Linked DNA regions of Rattus norvegicus: region 2 is linked to region 1. A link is a contact called in public Hi-C data. All regions are on one chromosome and are shown on one strand. Each heading gives the region's core, a stretch centred on a gene start, on an enhancer-like site or on the middle of the called end of the contact. The rest is flanking DNA. Distances are from core to core; before and after follow the strand shown.

Evidence for each region. A called contact is a pair of places that touch in the nucleus more often than the background predicts.
Region 2: a Hi-C map of the A7r5 cell line shows a contact between it and region 1, with 2.5 times the contacts expected there. The contact joins the enhancer-like site here to the promoter of Cenpl in region 1. A contact is called at or near these places in 5 of 12 Hi-C or Micro-C datasets (the A7r5 cell line, frontal cortex, hepatocytes and 2 more).

Annotation. Positions count from the first base shown.
Region 1 is chr13:75,868,619-75,872,443 of GRCr8, reverse strand. It overlaps Cenpl (centromere protein L), which reads right to left and starts at 1,841. Exons shown (of 5, transcript NM_001244761.1): 1 at 1,434-1,841. Dars2 (aspartyl-tRNA synthetase 2 (mitochondrial)) reads left to right here and starts at 2,540. Exons shown (of 17, transcript NM_001034143.1): 1 at 2,540-2,770; 2 at 3,600-3,699. The coding sequence starts at 2,647.
Region 2 is chr13:76,008,201-76,012,025 of GRCr8, reverse strand. It overlaps Slc9c2 (solute carrier family 9, member C2 (putative)), which reads right to left. Exons shown (of 29, transcript NM_001402392.1): 8 at 1,517-1,616. Among named protein-coding and RNA genes, the nearest start is that of Slc9c2, 25 kb to the right of the region's middle. Within about 2 kb of position 2,110, at least 2 of the 93 cell types and tissues checked have an H3K27ac peak or open chromatin away from gene starts, as enhancers often do. A contact at or near this core is called in the A7r5 cell line, where this site is marked.

The sequences.
Region 1 (3,825 bases), core at 592-3,091:
ATATTAGGGAGCAGTGATCTCCTGCCATTAATTCTTCCTCAGTGGGCTTTGGCACCTTCTTATTCTTAGCTTTACCTGGATTCTCAAAACTCCAGAACTGGTGAGATGGCTCAGCCACTAAAGGAACTTGTAGCCAAGTTAGACAACCTGAGTTCCAATCCTGGAATCCGTACAGGAGGGAAGAACTGACTCCTGCAACTTGTCCTCTGACCACTGTACCCACCCCACAATACATGATCACACAGAGATAGAAGTATTAAAAAATAAAATAAAGGGCACCGCAGACAGGGATGCAACATTTAAAAAAGCATTTTTCATTTTCCCAAAGGCATAAAGTATTTCCATGATGTGAGCCTTGGCCACACTCCTGGTGAGTCTCCCATTAATGTGCACTTCACTGGATTTAGATTCGTGGCTCTGTCTTGTCCTTTCTCGTTGCTTTCTGCCTGCTTCCAGGACTTACAGAGAGACCTTCAGTGGGGCTCAGGAAAAGCTGCAGCTCCTTTGACTTGTGCCTGTGGAGGTCCCAGGCCAACTTTCTGGAAGGCTTCTTTATCTTTAGGGACACCTTGGCCTTCTCATCAGAGCAGTCTCGGGTTTGGTAGAAGAACTCCTAGTCGTTTTATTATTTTTGACTCTTTACATGTTCTTTTTGTCTGTAGCAGCCATGTAGGTCCACCCCACTTACCTGAACCCCTCTGTTAAAAATTGAACTTCCATCAATTGAACTTTACTTCAGAAAGCAGCATCTTCCTGCTGCCGCCACCTCTTCCCACTCTCCTCCCCACTTGTTTACTATTTAGATAGGAGTCTTCATCAGTTCTGTTTATACAGAATTTCCCTTAAAGTATGCTAACCGGGACAATAATTGCTAAGTATACATTACTTTCCAGGCGTGTTTGTCCGCACTTGACAAATATTAAGCCTTTGTTTGGGGGTGTTTTGTTTACATCGAGTGATAGTCTCTCTGTCTAGCCCAGGTTAGCCTAAAACTCACGGCAATCCTCTTGTCTCAACCTCTCTAGTGCTGGGACACATCTGATACTACTGTTCACGCCTCAAACGACCCCATTAAATAAGCTACTACGTTGCCAGCTGACTGGAGGGAAAGGTTCTAAGTATTTCTCAAGTCTGCACCTCCTTTGAATCTTATGCCTGCGGCAAACGATCCCTATCAGCAACTTTCTAGTATCCACAGAACTACATCTCTCGTCAAATTCTCTTGTACTCAGTTCCTAACACACAACTGAAACTCGGTAGTTTTCCTTGTGGTTAGTCCCTGAAGAAAGTCCCTGAGTTAATCACTGCAATATTGCCACAAAAGTCAGTCAACCCACTGCCCCCATACCAACGCTCACTGGAACGTTAACTTCCGTCTGTACCCATCTAAACACACAAAAGCATTGCAAAGACAACAGCACAAAACCTCTTACCAAAATTATGTCGTAATGACACTGTCGTCCATTCCGGATTCACGAATCATTCTTCAAGTTTGGCTCCAAGACCACGTCGAGACGAAAGGTTTTGGCTTTTTAAGAAGAAGAAAGAAAGCGGCCGAAATGACGGCTAAGAGAGAGCCGAAGCAATGCCAGGTGGGTTCAGAAGAGACATAAGGATCCCTGAAGGGAACCTAGCTTCCCTCGGGCGCGAGCAGCACCAGCAACTTCACCCTGGGAGAGACAGGTTCGCTTCCCAAGCAGCCCGGCTCTGCGACCTTCAGTCTTCGGAGGCTGGCGTCGGCCCACGAAAGACCGGGAGTCCCCAAGACCCTTCTCCGGAGCTCTCCTGAGACCATAAGTAGGCTTGAAACCTCCGTTCGCAAAGGCGCAACTCCACACTCGCCACGCCCTCCAGTTTAAAATCATTTCCCGACTTGCCCTGCGGCTGACCCGGAAAGCCTCTCCCGTAGCCCGCCGATTTCACGTAAATTAGCAACTGAAGTCGCCATTTTAACTGAGGGCAAGGCTTGGAGACTTTAACCTATAGCCTCAAATTCCCTATTGCGCCGCGTAGTTCTTCCGTTTTCCAACCGGTACGAAACTTTCTCGCAAACTTCCGCCCACAATAAACAAGGCGGAGGAACCCTCGCTCTGATTGGCCGAAATCCTTGCATAACTTTGGCGCTCGCAAGGCGTCAGAGGGACGGGCTTCTGGATGTGATTTGTGCCTGGGTTCGAACCTCAGAGTTCTTTGGATTTGCTCGCTTTCACCTTTCAGAAAAATTCAAGATGGGCCGCCAGGTTTGGGAGAGTTGAAACACGAGGCTGTACCTCCTTATGATTCTGCTTATGCCCCGGTCACCTTCGAGGAACGTGGGAATAAAGGGAGGACGTGCGCCTGGTGACTGGCCTTCCGGCTGGGGTCGCTCTGATGCTGGCGCTGCTGTTTGGGATCTTTTGGTATCTTCGGGGCGCAGCCTTGTTTAATTAAAGTGGGAACTGATGCACTGAAGGAAGGCTTGCCCTACCCACTCATCCACGGGATCTAGAGACCTTGCAGATCAATCTATTTGTAGATACTTGAACGTTGTGCGGAGGAGGGCCTGGATGCATTTGCGTGGGAAGTAGAATTTTAAGGGTTCCCTGGTATTCCAAAGCCGAGTTTTGAGCACCACCACACCTGCAGCGCGGATTCCGGGACTTCAACATGTATCTTGGTTCTTGGTTAAATCGTCTAGGCAGGGGTTTATCCAGACCCATCGGAAAGACCAAGCAGCCAATCTGGGGTTCTCTTTCCAGAAGTCTGACGTTGAGTTCACAGAGAGTTCCAGGTGAAGGCAGCTACAAGCTGTTTTTGACAGCTTGTTTTCCCCATCCTAACTGCATTTTAATAGCAAGTCATTCATTCTCTTGATTACTTATAATCAAGTTTTTCCCCCTCTTGATTATGAAAAAAGATAGATAGTCTGTTTAATGTACACTATTAATAGAAAAACTAAAATAATTTAAATAAAATCTTCCTGACATCCAAATGATTGTTATAAACTATATTTATATTGAAGCTAACTAATTACTGCACTGTCAAACAGGTAATTTCTAAAATTGTACTTCACTTAACAAAGCGGATAATTAACAATTTTATGTCCATTCAAGTGCTAGGTCATGTAAAAGGTTTATATTTCTAAACAGAATATAAAATTTTACTTTGGGGCAGTTATTTGCTTGGGCCTTGACACTTTTGCAGGTAAACACAATAGGGATATTTTATAATCTGGGCTGTTTCATAAACTTCACCAGGCCAGCAAGATGCCTCAATGGCTTCAGGCCTGAGTACCAGAGTTCACTCCCAAGACCCACATTGTGAATGGAGAACAGAATCCCACAAGTTGTCTTCTGATTTCCTGTGGGTACACACACATAAACGCACACATAATTTAAAATTTTTATTAACTTGGGTTGGGGATTTGGCTCAGTGGTAGAGCGCTTGCCTAGCAAGCACAAGGCCCTGGGTCCCCAGCTCTGAAAAAAAAGAAAAAAAAAATTTATTAACTTTACCCATTGACCCGAAACAGCTAATATTTTATGAATGAAAATTATTTTTAAAGAAACTACGAATATCCTTACGTTGACATTTAAATTGCTTTTTTCTTCTCTTTAAAGAATTCAGTAGCTTTGTTGCTCGGACCAACACATGTGGAGAACTTCGTTCTTCCCACTTAGGCCAAGAAGTCACTCTGTGTGGATGGATTCAGTACCGAAGGTAAACTGAAGAAAATAGTTTAGGAATACATGGAGGTTGTTTTCCCGAGTATTACTTGGAAAAGTTTTACTAGTTTTTATCCATTCAGAAAATTACATTTGCCACTTTTGTAGTTTCTCAAAAAAA
Region 2 (3,825 bases), core at 861-3,360, 140 kb before region 1:
CTATCCCTGCTATCTCAGTAGAAGCTGTGGCCTCAGTAATAGTCAGTCAACATGAAAAGGTATTTTGTCAGGCTAAGATACTCATTCGCTTCATCATACCAAACCCCATGGGATGCCTCGCACAAAACAACAGAAAGAGAAGCAGAGAAATAAAGCCCCCTCCCCCGAATCTGGTGATGTACCCATTTCTCTGGGATTAGCCAGTGGTTTATCTAGTATTGGAGATGCCGCTGAAAAGTCCAAAGCAAGGGAGGTTGCAAAGAAGCACCTGGTGCCTTCAGATGACAGGTGACAATGCCCCTTCAGATGACAGGTGACAATGCCCCATTGCTTCCTTGCCACTTCTCCTGCTGTGACTTGCACATGCTCCTCCCCCTACTTTGGAAAGTCTCTTTTGGCTGCTTTCCAATCTGCTGAATGCCTACAAGTCTTGGAAACCCGGTTCTTCTCCAATGTTCTCCATCTGACCACTCTGGTTAGGCATGACCTCGTCTGCGTCCCTGCAATGCTGCACTGGCACAGTAGAGCAAGGGAAAGCAATAAATTTTTCTTGGATTGCTTCTGGGAAAATCTATGATGCTCTCTACATGCTGGCTTGCATGAGTCGGGGCCAGATCCTTCATCTACAGGCAGATCTCAAGCCCTGCCTCCTCTTCATTCCCTCCCTCTCTTGGGGCTTCCCCAAAACCTGTCTCCTCAAAAGACAGCCAAGTGCAGTTGCAACACTGATCTGTAAGCCATACAAACCAGTATTTCCAAGCTTCATTCACAAACACATTAAAGGAACAGGTTATAGGTGCAAATTTTGTTTCATTTTGCAAAACCAAAAAAAAAAAAAATGCCATCCTCCATCAACAGTATTTATCTTTTATGGGATAATTTAAAGTCTTAAAATAAAATAGGAAGGACGTCTTTTCAGAACAGCCTTTACACTGAATGAATTTCCATGGGAAAAGTCAGAGTGGAGGCTTATAGTTCACAGCTGCTTTCAATTGATATGAGGATTTCTTTGACAGATTTCAATTTAGTGTCTGTGATTTTGCATGGTTTCTGAGAGGAGGCCTAATCCATTCGTCTGAGAAGGCACTGTTCCACCACCTACCCCACCCCAACACCCACACCCACAACTACCCCTATCCCTACCCCTACCCCCACCCCCATCCACATGGCATCTTTTTAACACCAGGTGAGAAGGGTAGGTAAGAATTTCGCTAGTGATGCATCTCTGACTTCCTTCTTCCTTCACACATTACGATGGTGTCACCCAAGTGTGGATGTAAAGGGAAAAAACTGACAATCCATAGTATAAGTCTACCAGAGGGACGCACTATGGTCTCTGGACCACTGAGTCTTTCCCCAGAGTGACTGTCAGTAATGCTGATCACTGATGGCACATTAAAACCTTAAAGATGACGTATATAAATAACTAGAATTGTACTCGCCTCCTCAGAGACAAGGCTGGCTAAGTACTGAAATTCTTTGAAATCCATACTGGATACACATCGGGGAAACTCACTTAGTAATTATGAACTCCATCCTCGGTTTAAAGCTTAAAGAATCCAAATTCAGGCCTACTGTGACCAAAGCAACAATGCCCGACATTCCAAAATATTCCACTGGGGAGAGAAGAAAGTGAGTTAAAATTAAATGTAATTAAATCTGCACACTGGTGTGGTCTGAGTGAAGAATCAGTAGGAAAGTTGAAAGTAGCGATTCTTATTTAGAAAGATGCTTCAATACCGTGGCTCAGGGAATAGCAATGCTTCTTCTGAAATGAGCGATATAATAAATATCTAGCCTTTGTGAGCCATGGGGCCTTTGACAGCTACTCTGTCAGCTAGTATTCTGCAAGAAGCCAGAGATAATACGCAAACAAATGGCTAGCCAATAAAATACTTTAGACTTCATATAATCTTCATCTCCTCGAGGTATTATTCTTTTAGTCTGCTCTTTTCATAAAGCTGTTTTTAGCTAAGAGCAGATTTGACGCCGTTTGCCAATCCTACATCATTACTGAGGTTTGGGCGAGTGGGAAAAGGAATTATGCAGCCTCTGCTCAGCTCCTCTGGGTCATGGTGCAGCATGAGCCAGGAGCTGCTGACCATTCGAGCTCACTGCTTCCTGGAGCTTTTGCCCTCCCCTCCCTGACTAACGTGGCAATTCACTGGGCTCTAAATGTTGAAGCATAGTCTAGGGAGTATGTTCAAATGTGAAAACACTAAAGGTGCTGGGCTGCAGAGCCCAGGGTAACGGTAGACAGAAAGGAAGAGAAAGAACATCCAAGCAAGCAGTGGACGAGCTTTGAAACAGGGCCCAGCACTGCTTGTGGAATGTGACCTCCATTTTCTCCATGAATGTCCCCGAGTCTGCAAAGCAGGTGTTAAAGGAGGCGAATAGCATCTCAGGTACATTAAGTGAGATGATATATGACTCGGCACATTTGCGTGGCAGCGGATGGCCACTGCTGTGGCTACGGTATTGATTTTAACCCACTGGTTCTACTGCTTGGCGATGCTTGTTAACACTCGGGGAAGAAGATTTCATGATTCTTTTCATTTATCTAGTCACTTAACTTCACTTTGGACTCTACTTACCTAACAAATTTAAACAACCAAATCGAGTAAGACCAACAGTTCTGTAAATGTTTTGATAGGGGACAACCGTTGTCAAACTCTTACTTACAGTTTCTTTTATAATGAGTACATCCCAGTTCTTTTTTGTCACATATATCATTCATATATATATGTATATATATTCTTGATATATGTGTTCTTGATATATATATCATATATATTCTTGCTGGGTTTTAAACACATTTTTGTCAAATGTTTGTTTCAATGACTTGAGCCAAACTGACAGGACATTTTGGTTATAATGATAAATGAAAATAAGGAACTTGTATTGTTAATTACGGGACAACCCCATCCCCACTTGAAAACTGGTGTGTCTGGGCTGGGAGTCTTCTAATGTGCAAATGAGGCTAATATGCTTTCTGCAATCCTGTCTTGCCTCTTTACCCTCCGCTCTCTTTCATTCAGTCTGTTTAAGGGGGGCCCAAACATTGGCTGCAAACACCTCCATTCCTAGAAGAAAGAAGAATTGAACCAGCACCTGTGAACCACCCTGTCTTGAACCCAGTGGCGAGCTGGCAAATGCTTAAAAACAAATCTCTGGGACCGGGGAGAAAGTCTTGCTATGCATGGCATAAAGACACACACACACACCCTCTGGGAACAACTGTCACTCAGAAGGAAGTGGGAGGAGCTGTGTACATAAGGAGCTCTTGCCAGCCCCTGGGCTACCTGCAGCTCACAAGTTTAGCAAGTCTCATTGCTTCATTACGGCCTGCAGTGCCTTACACAAACGGGGTATTATTAGACCGTTTGTATAGAGGAAGAGACAAGCTTAGAGAGGCTGAGTATTTCCCAACGTCGCTGATTGATGGAGTATATCTAGATTTTGCCCACTCAAAAACACTTTGAGAAGGAATGTTGGTTCATTCGATCATCACGTATTAAATTACTGTCAGGCATTTGACAAACTCTAAGCTTGGCTGAAAGGAGGAAAACCAGGTAGAGTAAGTCGCTGACCGTGAGCGCCACTCTAGAGGCTCACAGTCTGATAGGGAGGTGAAAAGAATGAAGTAAGGCATCCACAAAACTTTCCCTAAGGAGAAAAGAAACACAGCTTAAGAAAATGAATGTTTTCCCTAGTTTGACTGGCTCAGGGAAGTAAGCAACCACTAGGTGGCGATATATCTACAGGAAAAATTGCCTTTCCACAACTGGTGGTTTAAGAGCTGAGATCTTCACTGACTGAAGTTGC